Regions from separate parts of the Sus scrofa genome. Here all the other regions are linked to region 1. A link is a contact called in public Hi-C and HiChIP or PLAC-seq data. All regions are on one chromosome and are shown on one strand. Each heading gives the region's core, a stretch centred on a gene start, on an enhancer-like site or on the middle of the called end of the contact. The rest is flanking DNA. Distances are from core to core; before and after follow the strand shown. Region 1 has its middle 26 kb from the start of CTLA4. Region 2 has its middle 48 kb from the start of RAPH1. Region 3 overlaps RAPH1 (ras-associated and pleckstrin homology domains-containing protein 1).

Evidence for each region. A called contact is a pair of places that touch in the nucleus more often than the background predicts. HiChIP or PLAC-seq counts read pairs in DNA pulled down with a chosen protein or histone mark.
Region 2: a contact with region 1 is called in a Hi-C map of skeletal muscle, with 6 times the contacts expected there. The contact joins two enhancer-like sites. A contact is called at or near these places in 2 of 47 Hi-C or Micro-C datasets (skeletal muscle and subcutaneous adipose tissue) and 1 of 2 datasets of contacts at active chromatin or transcription factors (skeletal muscle).
Region 3: an H3K27ac HiChIP or PLAC-seq map of skeletal muscle shows a contact between it and region 1. The contact joins two enhancer-like sites. A contact is called at or near these places in 2 of 47 Hi-C or Micro-C datasets (retroperitoneal adipose tissue and skeletal muscle) and 2 of 2 datasets of contacts at active chromatin or transcription factors (alveolar macrophages and skeletal muscle).

Annotation. Positions count from the first base shown.
Region 1 is chr15:107,306,861-107,310,715 of Sscrofa11.1, forward strand. No RefSeq gene overlaps it. Among named protein-coding and RNA genes, the nearest start is that of CTLA4, 26 kb to the left of the region's middle. Within about 2 kb of position 1,356, at least 16 of the 83 cell types and tissues checked have an H3K27ac peak or open chromatin away from gene starts, as enhancers often do. A contact at or near this core is called in retroperitoneal adipose tissue and skeletal muscle, where this site is marked.
Region 2 is chr15:107,043,307-107,047,705 of Sscrofa11.1, forward strand. No RefSeq gene overlaps it. Among named protein-coding and RNA genes, the nearest start is that of RAPH1, 48 kb to the left of the region's middle. Within about 2 kb of position 1,350, at least 27 of the 83 cell types and tissues checked have an H3K27ac peak or open chromatin away from gene starts, as enhancers often do. A contact at or near this core is called in skeletal muscle, where this site is marked.
Region 3 is chr15:106,945,826-106,949,830 of Sscrofa11.1, forward strand. The region is part of intron 4 of RAPH1 (ras-associated and pleckstrin homology domains-containing protein 1); the gene reads right to left. Among named protein-coding and RNA genes, the nearest start is that of RAPH1, 50 kb to the right of the region's middle. Within about 2 kb of position 1,461, at least 15 of the 83 cell types and tissues checked have an H3K27ac peak or open chromatin away from gene starts, as enhancers often do. A contact at or near this core is called in retroperitoneal adipose tissue and skeletal muscle, where this site is marked.

The DNA.
Region 1 (3,855 bases), core at 106-2,605:
CCCATCTCTACCCAGGATTGTGTCACATTTCTGGATCTTGTGCAATGTTAAGTTGCTGGGGTAAGCTGTCATTAGGTCTTCCCACACCTGTCCCATTCCAGTTTTTTGGGTCTTCTTCACCCTCCAGGAATAGTGGGTCTCAGGCCCATACATGTTCAGCTTGGGCAGAGGTGTCTTGAATGAAGCTGGCTCTGGTCCCATTGGCTGGTATGTACCCTACAGCCATTCCCTTCCCTCTCTGTGGTCTGGCTATCTTCCAGGTGATGTTACCAGGAATGAGACATAGGTACCCTCTGCTCCCTGACCTCTCTCTTCCTGACCCTTGGGGGAATCTCTTTAGGGGCTGAAGGAAATCCTCAGTTCAGGCTTCTTTGAGAACCTCCCTTATGTGGAGGTCTCCTGTTAAACAAAAGGGAGAAAACCCATGGGAGTAGTTCTGCCTTTTCCTCTGGCACATTCTTTCCCTGCGGCAAAGAAGAGCAAAGGCAAGTTATGAGACCATGGGGGTGCAGAGATTAGAAAGAAGTGAAGGGAATACATCATTATTATTTAAAAATATGATTATTTAAAATTCTTATGATTGTAAATGTACACACTCATCAGAATGGCAGGGAATGTAAGAGAGCAAATAGAGGGAGGAAAGAAGAATCCAATTCAAATGGGATTGAGAGGGTCTCTGTGTTAAGACAGAGCTGCACATGTTCAATGGTTTCTTTTAAAATTGTATTTACATACAAATGGGTAATTCTTAAAAAATGACTGTTTAATATGGGGTGGCTCCACAATATAGCAAGCTATGATCAAATGGCTTGTGGGGCAATCAGAATGTAAGATAGTTTTTTGGGGGGTAAATGGGTAAATAGAGGGAAGAGAGATGAAATTTCTTTAAGATCATTTCTCCTACTAATTTGTGAAGATACAACCCCTGTCTCAAAGAGTATTAGTGCTAAGAAAGATTGTTGAAGAGCCTATAGTTTTATCATTTACTTTTCTAAAGGATAGAAAGCTAATAATATGTGCTCCAAGTTGTCTAGTCCACAGCAGAAATGGAACTAAACCTAAGCCTTTGGGTCCTGGTTCTTTGTGATCACCAGGGCATTCTTACATATTGCCAAGGGAAAGGTATTTAATAATTAGGCTACTTTAAGGGTAAGAATAGACTGAAAAAGAGCATCTTCATCAATGCCAATATAACATTATTTTAATGGATTTCAAGCCATAACCCTTTGTCAATAACTGTTCCTCGGAGTTTATTTCCAGGAACTAAAGATGTCATCTAAGGACTTGGATTGCAGCACTGAATCGCCATTGTGTTCTCAGACTCAGAAACCCAGGCCAGCTGCATGGCCAGATGGCCCTCTGGTCCCAGTGGGCCTATCCTGCTGGCCTGAGAACTGGAAGCAGAGCAGCAGCAGCAGAGAAAGAGATGGGGGGAAGGGAAATTTTAGCCAGTGGCTGCTGCAACTCCAGCTGTTGATCCGATTCCCAGACATGAGCGCAATGATGATTTGGCTGCCAAAAGAATAACATGTATTCTAGAGACAACGGCCAAGGAGCTGAAGGATTTTCTTCAATAAATGTGTGTTGTCTCCTGAGCATCCAGGAGAGGAGTGAAGCTCAGTTTAATTTTTTTTTCCTTCAGTATGATTTGAAGGGACATATGCTGTGATTTTGTTATGACTTTGCTCCTCAAAGTGTGGTTCCTAGTTGCATCGGTGTCAGTGGGAGCAGATTCAAAATGCAGACTCTTAGTCCCCACCCCAAACCTAGTGACTCAGATTCTACATTTGTAACAAGATCCCCAGGTGATTTGAGGCACCTTGGGATTGAGAAGCACTTCAGAAGGCAAAGGAAGTCGGGTGGTATTCTGGGTCAATAGGATTGGGGAGCACACTCAGCTGTGGGCAGCATTGGTGGTGCAAAGAAGATGAGACCTGATTCTAGACTTGATCCTGCCATTTTCCCTTGGTGTGAGCCTAGAGAAATGACTCCCTCCCTTCAAGGCAATGAGCTCCTCCTTTTTAAAAGGAGAGAATAAGAGTTCCCATTGTGGCTCAGTGGTAATGAACCTGACTAGTATCCATGAGGATGTGGGTTTGATCTTTGGCCTTGCTCAGTGGGTTAAGGATCCGGCCTTGCCATGAGCTATGGTGTATTTCGAAGATTCAGCTCGGATCCCACATTGCTGTGGCTGTGGTGTAGACCACCTGCTGTAGCTCCGATTCCATCCCTGGCGTGGGAACTTCCATATGCTGTGGGATGGGTCCTAAAAAGACCAAATAGATAAATACATAAATAAATAAATTTTATAAAGGGGGAGAATAACATCTGACTTGTTTATCTGAGGACTATGCTGAGGATGGAATGAGATTCTGTAAGAAAAAAGGACCTGTAACGTAAAATGCACTTTTCACATGCAAGAGCATAGAGATCGTGAAGTTGTTCAGATCTACTTAAAAGTAGAATTTAGGCTTTCTTTGACTTTTGAAATGAGTCAGAGCACGTCTTAGTCAATTATGAAGAAAATGTACGTGACAGGCAAGAGCAGCTCATGAATCAAGGAAACATCTCCTCTGAGCCACCCTCCTCTGAGTTGAACAAAGAACTTGGACTCATAGAAATGGATCCAGTCCAGCAGTGTTTGTGAAGTTAGCATTGGTTCTTAGTCATAGCTGTTCATCACAACCATCATCTGGGGGAAATCTAAAAACTATTGTTGCCTGGGTTCCAACTCAGACCAATTGAATCAGTACCACTGGGGCTGGGACACTGGCACTACTATTTAAGAGTTCCTCAGGTGATCTCAATGTGTACTGGGGTTGACCCCCACAGATAAAGGGAATTGTCAGAACAGGTTGCTATGTACATTTTTGAACATTTCTTGTTGCGGCCAATCAAGAAATAAAACTAGGACAGGGAAATACTTGTGTGTTTTTTCATGTTTCCAAAATCCCTCTCGGAGGAATTCATTTTCAAACGTGAAGTTGGAAAACCAGGAAAGAAGGTAATCTCATTTTACCGCACCGGAAACTCTGAACACGAGGGAGTCTTTAGGTGGTTTATCGGGATGTGATGGCGTCAGATCGGGGCACCACAGTTTTGATTTATTAGGCTTTGTAAATGGGACCATTCAAAGGAAGGATGCCGATAATTAAGGACTGGATACTTGAACTCGGAGGAAACCCCAGTCCCAAAGAAAACGTGTTGGTCAGAGAAAGGTTGATAACTGTGACAAGAAGACTCCGGAGCTTGAAGATCACTCCGCAAGAATCGGGCACAGTAGGTCATTTTGGAGACAGGCGGACCTTCTGAGGCCCTTTGTGCTGGGTCACTGAGGATGTGGCCTCTCCTACTGGCTGGGTCCTTGTTCCTCTACTTCAGGGACCACTTTTTTCACAGCCAAGACTCCAGCTTAGCTGAGGATGTGACTGACCGTTTTCACACCATTTCCAAGGAATGTGGTCAGAACGCCTCCATCTTTCTGGTATAAGCAAGTCCCTTCAAATGAGAGTGGTCTTCAAGAGGAGGAATAAAGGGTACAGTGATTACACTGTCTCTACCACCTAGAATGCTTTGAGTTCTGAAATGTGAGACATGAGGACGTTGGCTGTGGGAAGTGCGTCCATGTCTCAGGTGGACAGAGGGATTTAGTGCGTTCAATTTCTTTTCCCAAAGAGCCTTTGCCTATCCCTCTAAATACCCAATGACCCCAAGATCCTCTTGGCCACTTTTGTTAATTAGCATAAGTTTGTCTTTCTGGAAGAGGACCCCACCCCCTCGTGTATCATCTGAACCTTGCTGGTCAAGAATCACATACCTTCTCTTGTCTCTTTCAGAACTGGTGCCGACTCAGGA
Region 2 (4,399 bases), core at 100-2,599, 260 kb before region 1:
AATATAAAAGCTGATCTGCGGGGGGAAGGAGAGTTTTCAGGAGGCACGTGCAGCTGCTGTAGGAGCACGACTGCACACTGGCCAATCTGACAGTGGCACTGATGTCCCCTCTCAGGTTTTCATGTGGAGGCAAAGAGAAACAGATGCTGCTGTAAGGCACACCCCTCATTCTACTGCACACATAGAAGGGAAAAGCCAGAGGTTCTGATGTCATTGTGCTCCCAGAGGCTTTTTTTTCCTGGATCATTAGTTGCCAAGATCTGGGGTAATCGCGAATTAACCCCTGGAAGGCACCAGATACCTACTTTATTTTGAACATAAGTAAATAAGCCCTTCTTAAAGATTCCTACTCCCCCCACCCGTCTTCTTTTTATGGTGTAGGAACATGCAGATTTCAGTGAGTGGTTTTTCTCTTTGTGTCCTGTCGCGATAGTCTTTTCCATTTCTAGAAGAGACTCCCGTATAAATAAAAATCAAACATTGTTTTGCTATTCCCAATGTCTTTAATACCATCTATTATTTTAATTGGCCTAGTCACTTCAGAATTAAAACAGTAAATGTTCAGTGAAGCTTGCATAAGGGATGCCTGACCCTTGGGAACCTAGAAAAAAGACAAATTCAAATCCATGTAGATTTATCCAAATCACTCATATACTAGCCTAGGTCAGATGCCTTACATTTAACCTCATCCAGTGTTTCATAAAGCTGCCAATTCACCTGCATGTCATCCAGATGTCTTATTTTGGTCTACCAAGGTTCAGACTTGGGTCTGTAAATACTCGCTAATATTTTCTTTAAAACTTTAGCAGATGTTACTGGTAGTCAAAGGACGTCAGCCATAACAGGATGGTCCTTATTACTAACTAGACAACTGGAGTCATCCAGCAGCAGAAGCCAGTGACTGGGAAGTAACTCACCTAAGGCCCTTTCCCTGGTCTTGCCAGTGGCAGGCCAGAGGAACACAGGCAGACTGGGAATTTCCTCTGGGTGGTGTCACAGAAAACCTGGGAGGATTTGCAAGCTGTGGCAGGAGGTGCTGGTTAAGTGGAGATATTAAATGGAGTCACTGTTTAAGTAATTGCGATAAGAACGTGCTTTTAGAGAACAATCAAATCTTTACAGCTTCCAATAGGACATTTGATCTGCTTCCCCATTTCTCTGTTCCCCATTTGAAGAGGGGGCTGGATCTCTGGTTGGTAAGGCCTCCTCCCTGAATTTCAGAAGCGCCAAAATAACAAGCAGTGTCGGGCTGGGTGATTTTCCACGTTTGCCCTGTTTAAAGGAAGAAGCTTGTCCTACCGTAAACAGTCATGGGAACTGTTTGCTTTGGATGGGCTTGGTCCACAAGGGCGGAGCAGGGCCTTCTTACTCTGGTTCCTTGCCAAGATGGAAATCTGGTGCCAAGGGCTTCCTAGTCTTGCTGAGGCATTCTCTAATTTGAATAAGTTCGGTCTGAAGTAAGTGTGTTGGGGAGCCTGGGGACAGTAATAGTGGCTTGAAATAAAAATAGTCACTTAAAATAGCAGCTTGTGCTAACCTAGCGTGGAACAGAATTCATGGTCATATCTTGGATGGATTATTTCCTGGATCTGTTTGTGCTCCGCCAACGATTAGCGAAGGCTCTATCCTGAGACTGTACTGTCCATCTATGGAAGTCTTTGGGATGTTTCTACTCTCTTACCTCTATTAAACCTAGAGGATAAGCATTCTGGGTGATTCAGCATAGTCAGGAGCAAATATGCAGTCCATAGTCTCCAAATGGGTATTCAAAGGTGAGGTGGGTGGGGTGGCTGCTAGAAGCCAGTTTTCCATTCCAGTCATTCCATTACTCACTCTATTCAGAGTGGATGATCTGTAGAGCTGTGGTTCTAAGTACTGCCTTGAGTTTGAACCCTGCCTTTACCAATTATTTGCCATGTGCCCTTCCACAAATTGCCTGAGTTCGCCATGCCTCTTTGCCACTGTAAAGTGGGGATTGTCATGAGGTCTCAGTAAATGAATGTAGATGAAGTACTTGGAATAAAACCCAGCACCAAACAAGCACTCAATAAACATTAGCTACTTTTGCTTTTTCCTCTTGAAACGAGTGATGCCTACTGACCTCTGACTCATGGTCTAGCTTGATGGTTCTGGCTGGAGAGGGAAATAAAGGAGAGAGAATAGTGTGTGAATGTGCCTTCTGTCTTCTTTAATGCCTGTGTTTACCCACATCTGTGCACAAAAGCAGAATCAGGCCCACTGAATGCTCAAACATGTATGAAGGTTTCTTTCAGAAATGGTCTTTCTGGCTTTTATGCTATCAGATAGATCAGTTGTGTTTTGAATGAGTCTGTCCTTCCCATGGCTGAATTCAAGCTGTGCTTACTCCAGCTTACTTTACAGTGGTTATGGTGTGCCATTCCTGTAAGATTTTTGACAATGATCTATGGGAACAGTCATTTCTGCACACAAATCATGGTTGACCAAATCCATATATTCTCTCAGATGAGGAGCGCAGAACCTCTAAAATACCACATAGCAAGGGGTGAGCGGGACATTTCCAAGCAACAGATTATTGTACAACAATTTCCTGTGCCCCAGCCTCCTCTGACCTCAGCTGCTTTTTTAAGCGACTGACCCACAGCTCCTGTTATGAGCCACATCCCCACACCTCCCCCACGAAGCTCCATCAGCCACTCCCTGGCTTGGATCCTGGCTTCCTTTTGTCACACAGAAGATCACGTTGATTGAACTTGGTGTCCCCTTGTTACTCCCTTTGTCAAGGGCCCTGCAGTCCCTGGTGTTTGTGTGTTTAATATGCCTGGCAAGTATTCATTTGTTCACTCATTTATTCATGCATCTGTCCATCCATCTATCAGGCATTTATTAGGAACCACTAGGTACTAGGCATTGCAGTAGGCACTGGAAACGCAAAGATTATCCAAGTTCTCTATGGCAGGGACCGTAGCTTAGACTCTAGAGGGGGAGAGAAACACAAATGGTTCAGAAAAAAAGGTAGCAAAACTGTGTGGGGCAATGGTTAGAAACATGAGCTTTGAGCCTGGGTGCTTGGATCCAAATTCTTGCTCTGCTTCTCCCAGGCTGTGTGCCCTTGCACAAGTTACTTCACTTCTCTATGTCTAGTTCCCTAGTTCCCTTCTTGTAAAATAGGTAGCATCATTGTACCTACTTCATAGGGTCGTTATAGGAGTTAATATTTAGGAACTATGTAAAAGAATGCCTGAAATATAGTAAATGCTCTCTGGGGTTAAATAAATAAGTGCAACCACAGAGATACACAGGAATCTGGTTGGAGCAGCTAGTCCCATTGGCAAGATCAAAAGTTTGTTTCCTCTCAGCTCTGCGCCAGGTTTGAGGACCTCTTCCAACTCAGGAGAGTAGGAAAAAAAAAAAAAAAAACCAAAACAAGCCTGGTCGCTTTGGCTGTTGGGCATCAGGACCACTTTCAGTGCAGGCCAATATGTCCTGATCTTGTGCCTTATTTCCAGAAATGAGACTTTTGCTCTGTTTTTTGGACCAAACTTCTATCTTGTATCTTGGTCATGGTGACTGAGTCTTTGTCCTATTTTCCTGCATCCTTAGTTTCTGCCTGACTCTCTGGTCAAGGCTTCATTCAGCTCTTTCAGAGCAGAGGTTATGCCTTGCCCTTGCGGGTTTGCCCTTGAACACTGTTCTCCAAGCAGGATTCCAGCCACCAGCAGCCAGGCTTTCCTGGGGCCTGGATCTCTGAACATGACCTGCTCTAGGATGCCCCATGGCTGTTTCGCTCTCCCAACTACTCCAGGCCCTGCCCACGCAGCTGGTCTCTCTCAAGTGCCTGTTTCCCGGGCGTCTGCCTGGCCTTCAAAGGCAGGTGTTTAGTCTCATTCTTATCATCTTACTTAAGGGCTGTTCTGCCACCCCTTCATCTTTTTACTGACAGAAAGAAAATGGTAAGGAAGAAGGGCTGAGTCGGGTATTCTCTGTGTTGCTCATGAAGTGACCTGCTGGTTGAAAGGGACTTGTGGGGGGCAAGGGTTTTTATGTCCTAGGAGGCAGCTGTAATCAATAACTGCACTGGCAAAAGTCTGCTTAAGACAAGGTTGCCCATCTATAAAGCTTGCTACTTGGAGATTTTCTCTTCTTGATGACCGAGTTCAGGCAATTTCTCTACTATGGTAATTGATTCTCCCTGAATAAATAGTCTTGCTCAATACCAGTCATGCCTGTTGTCCCATGACTTCTCAATGAATGAAGTCATAGTATCGTTATGCTGGTTTTTAACTTCAGTTCTTTCTGTTTTTCAGTCTTAGCCTTTGCATGCAGATTAAACAGTTCAGCAAGCCATGGGGTTCCCCTCTGTTTTCTCTCCCCCTCCAAGTCATTCCCATTTTCACTTCCTCAGAGTTTCCCAAAACTT
Region 3 (4,005 bases), core at 211-2,710, 360 kb before region 1:
TCCAAAGTGTTCAACAAGAGATGGCTGCCTTTGTGTCATGCTAAACAGTATGATGGAACATTTTATTAAAATTCAATACATTCTTACCAAAGAATGAATACATGCATGTGAAGTAACAAAAACAACAGGAAAAGTGCATATGCAAAGATCAAATGTTACCTTAATAAAGATGAAAAGGGATTATGAAAATGATAGAAAGTTTATTTAATGTTAAATAGGTTCCATTTCCATAAAATATTTAAATACGACAAAAAAGTTACCCCCTTTTCTTCATCACTACTTTCATAAATGTCAAAACTGTGCTCAAAACACTTAAGAAAAGCGAATGCAAAGGTCAATTCTGCACATAAGTTTTGCTCCACACCTTCTCAGATTCAAAAACTTTCATTTGTTATAAATCTATCAAGTTCTCCATCAATCTCTCAAAAGCTCTCCACAAACCTCTGCAAAGTAAGTCATGGGTCACTACTTTCTTGAATTGAATCTTGTGGAGGAGGGGGTATAGAAAAGCACTGATCTGAATATGGGAGCCAAACCATAATCAAGAAATAGCCCTGTGCCAAAGTGGTGGTTATAAAATAAAACTCTTCCTTTTGATAGTTAACACCTTAGATTACAACTGCAAGAAACTGGAAGTTTGTGAGCACACATTAATGTTTCAATAAAACAGATTCACATCCATCTCTTTCTGACAAGTATATGTGCTCTTCACAAATACTGCAAATAAGCAGAACATGATGGTTAAGAATCCAGACCCTGGGGCCTGAGTGCCTGCGTTCAAGCCCCAGCTCAGCCATTTACCGGCAATGTGACTCCAGGCTTACATTTAACCTGTTTCTTCATGTGTAAAATGGTGTAACGGTAACATTTATTTTCAAGGGCTGCTAAAATAATTAAATGAGTAATAAGAACATTACTATTATGACACGAGTGGGAAACCACCAGCCCTCATCTGAATTTTTAAGCTTCAATTCATTTAGATTAGAGCTAGTTTATAGTTGTTAAATTTTAACAATATATTCGGGATTACACTAACACACCACAAGGTGGAGATGTTACTGCATAAATCTCTTTGCCTTCTTTTTTTTTTTTTTTCAACTTTTTTTTTTTTTTTTGGTCTTTTTTTGTTGTTGTTGTTGTTGTTATTTCTTGGGCCGCTCCCGCGGCATATGGAGGTTCCCAGGCTAGGGGTTGAATCGGAGCTGTAGCCACCGGCCTACGCCAGAGTCACAGCAACGCGGGATCCGAGCCGCGTCTGCAATCTACACCACAGCTCACGGCAACGCCGGATCGTTAACCCACTGAGCAAGGGCAGGGATCGAACCCGCAACCTCATGGTTCCTAGTCGGATTCGTTAACCATTGCGCCACGACGGGAACTCCTCTTTGCCTTCTTAATACCATCCAGTTCTGCCTCCAGGTCTGGATCTGAGAAGTACTGGTCGGTCTATTCTTGCCTTACTTCCTCAATTCTGTGATGAAGCAGCAGGTACTGCTGTATGAACTCTACAATCAGACTGTCTGGGTTTAAATCATCGGGAAAGTTATCTTTCATTGTAAAATAGAGATAATGGTACCTATTCCACTATGCACTGTACAGATTCAGGGGGTTAAGTCATGTAAAGCAAAATGTCCCAAACAGACTAAGCACTCAGTAGAGCAGCTGATATTATTTTCTATTCCCCCTTCTCTTCTTTAAGACCTAAAACCAAATAAAGATGCTTTTTTTTTTTTTACTTCCTCATGGAAATATTGCACAAATTTCTAAGAAATCCACACACTAAGGAACAGGGCACACATGCCAGTATTCTCTGGGTTTTGTGTTCTGAGAACCAGGCTTTTCCTTTGGCTTTCACCGAATTCAGATCTTCTTTCATAGGATACCCATTCCTTCTATAAATCTCACTAGGCCAGTGAAATCTAGAACTAAACACCAAGTTGGTACATGTGAATAAATTTAAGCGAGATACTGCAACATGACCCTTAGAATTTTTGAATAAATGTCGCTGTAATAACTAATAGCTCCGATCTTTTAGTCCCGTAAGCCTCTTAAAGTTTCAGAAAGCCCCATGCCCCCCTCCCCAAATCTGGTTAATAGTTCAGAGCAAAAGGTTGTTTGCTAAGAATAATTTGGGACTTCAGTGCCAGTGCCACCTGATGTTACAATAAACACAATCGCCATTTTCCTTCCAATACTTCAGAATTTCTGCACACCTTAATTCTGTAACAGTTCTGAAGAGTGAAAGAAGCAAAGAAATTACACTGAAGCTATGATATGCTGTGTTGCCTACATCACAAGTTATAATGTGTGTCCATGAAAGATTTCATTAAAAAAAACAAAACAAACATATGAGGGGGAAATATACAACACTGAAAAGTTTTAGTAGCTCATATACTCAGGAATATTTTCCTATCAAAAAATTTATAATACAATCATCAAGTATCCTTATAGACTCAGCAAAACTTTTTGAATCCACCATCAACTTCAGGCAAAGCATCTAAAAGCATTTTCTTTCATTGGGAAAATACAGTTTCATGTATAAAATTCCAAATTCAGAAGAATCATTAGTTTATACCCTATGAGAAAATAAAGGTCTGTTTTGCCATTAACCTTGTAACAGTAAATTCTACTTTATATGAAGTTATAACATGAGATTACTACTTAAATTTGCAAACTGCTGTCTTACTGAAAAGTACTGTTTTATCAGTTACTGTGACTAAAGTACCAGTAAGTCAGCTGCAGCATATACCTCACATTGCTTTAGATAATAAAGAGCCCTTATTAGAATTTACTTCAACTACAATGAATTCTAATTTTAAAAACTTGGCAAATGAACATTACTGGTGGATTTCAAAAGAATATTAACTAAAAACATTCTATAATTCATTTTTATGTTTATCCATGGAAAATATTTTTCTGCTAAAGCCTTCTTTAACATTTAGGAAATAATCATTCTTGATAATCTGCTTCAGTTTATTTTTTTTTTAAGATACTGATAAAAGTTGGGAGACAGATGTTGTAGTTTTGGAATTCAAATACAGACTTACCAGTTTTTTGACCTACTTAATCTCTTTTTTGGAATAATGCCCCTACCAAAGGGATAGTGGGAGGCTTAAATGAGATAACGCATGTCAAGTGCCTGGAAGCAGAGTATTTCAACAAAAATCAAGGAAAAAAAGCCCAAGGGAAAAAGACATACTGTTGTGCAATTATACTTCTGGCTTCAGAGAGCAAGGAGGTAGAAAGATAAGCTACAGAGCTACTTTATTTTTAGATAGTTTACATATCCACATCCCCAAGATGAAATAGTACCAACCTCAAATTGATTTTTCTAATTGGTATTTCTGTCACCGAAATTTAGTGAAAGTAACTATTCTGTCCTGGGTTTCTTTAAAACAGGTATAATTATTGCCTCAAAAGAACTTAGTTGTTAAGAAAAAAAATTTACTATCAGAGTTTTCACATGTTACTTCATTTGTAGCACTCCATCCACCATCTTGAAAGAAAACAATTGCTGATAATTTTAAAGTACAAGACTTCTAGACAAAGATGTATGGCACACATGCATATATTTAAATGTTAATTCAAATAATCTGATTGCTTCCTATGAGCCAAATAATGTTCTAGATGCTAAGGATACATTAAGAATCAAAGAAATGTTTTAAAAAACTCCTCTCCCCATGGAGCTAATATTCAAGTGAGAGAAGATAGATGAGCAAAATTTTTAAAAAGTAAAATATATAATATTTTAAAAGGTGACAAAAATAGTAATATAAAGCAGAAAAGGTAGATAAAAAATAAACACAGGGCAGAGGAAGAAGAGCTCAGCTTTAAAATAGGGTGATTACAGAGGCCTCGCTGGCACATGACATTTGAGCAATCCCTAAAGGCAATTAGGGGGTCTATCATGGGGAAGGGCATCCAGGCCGAGACACAAGTGCAAAGGTTCCGAGGTGGGCTCTGACTTGTGGCAAAGAACAACTGAGAGGCAGTATGGCTGACAAG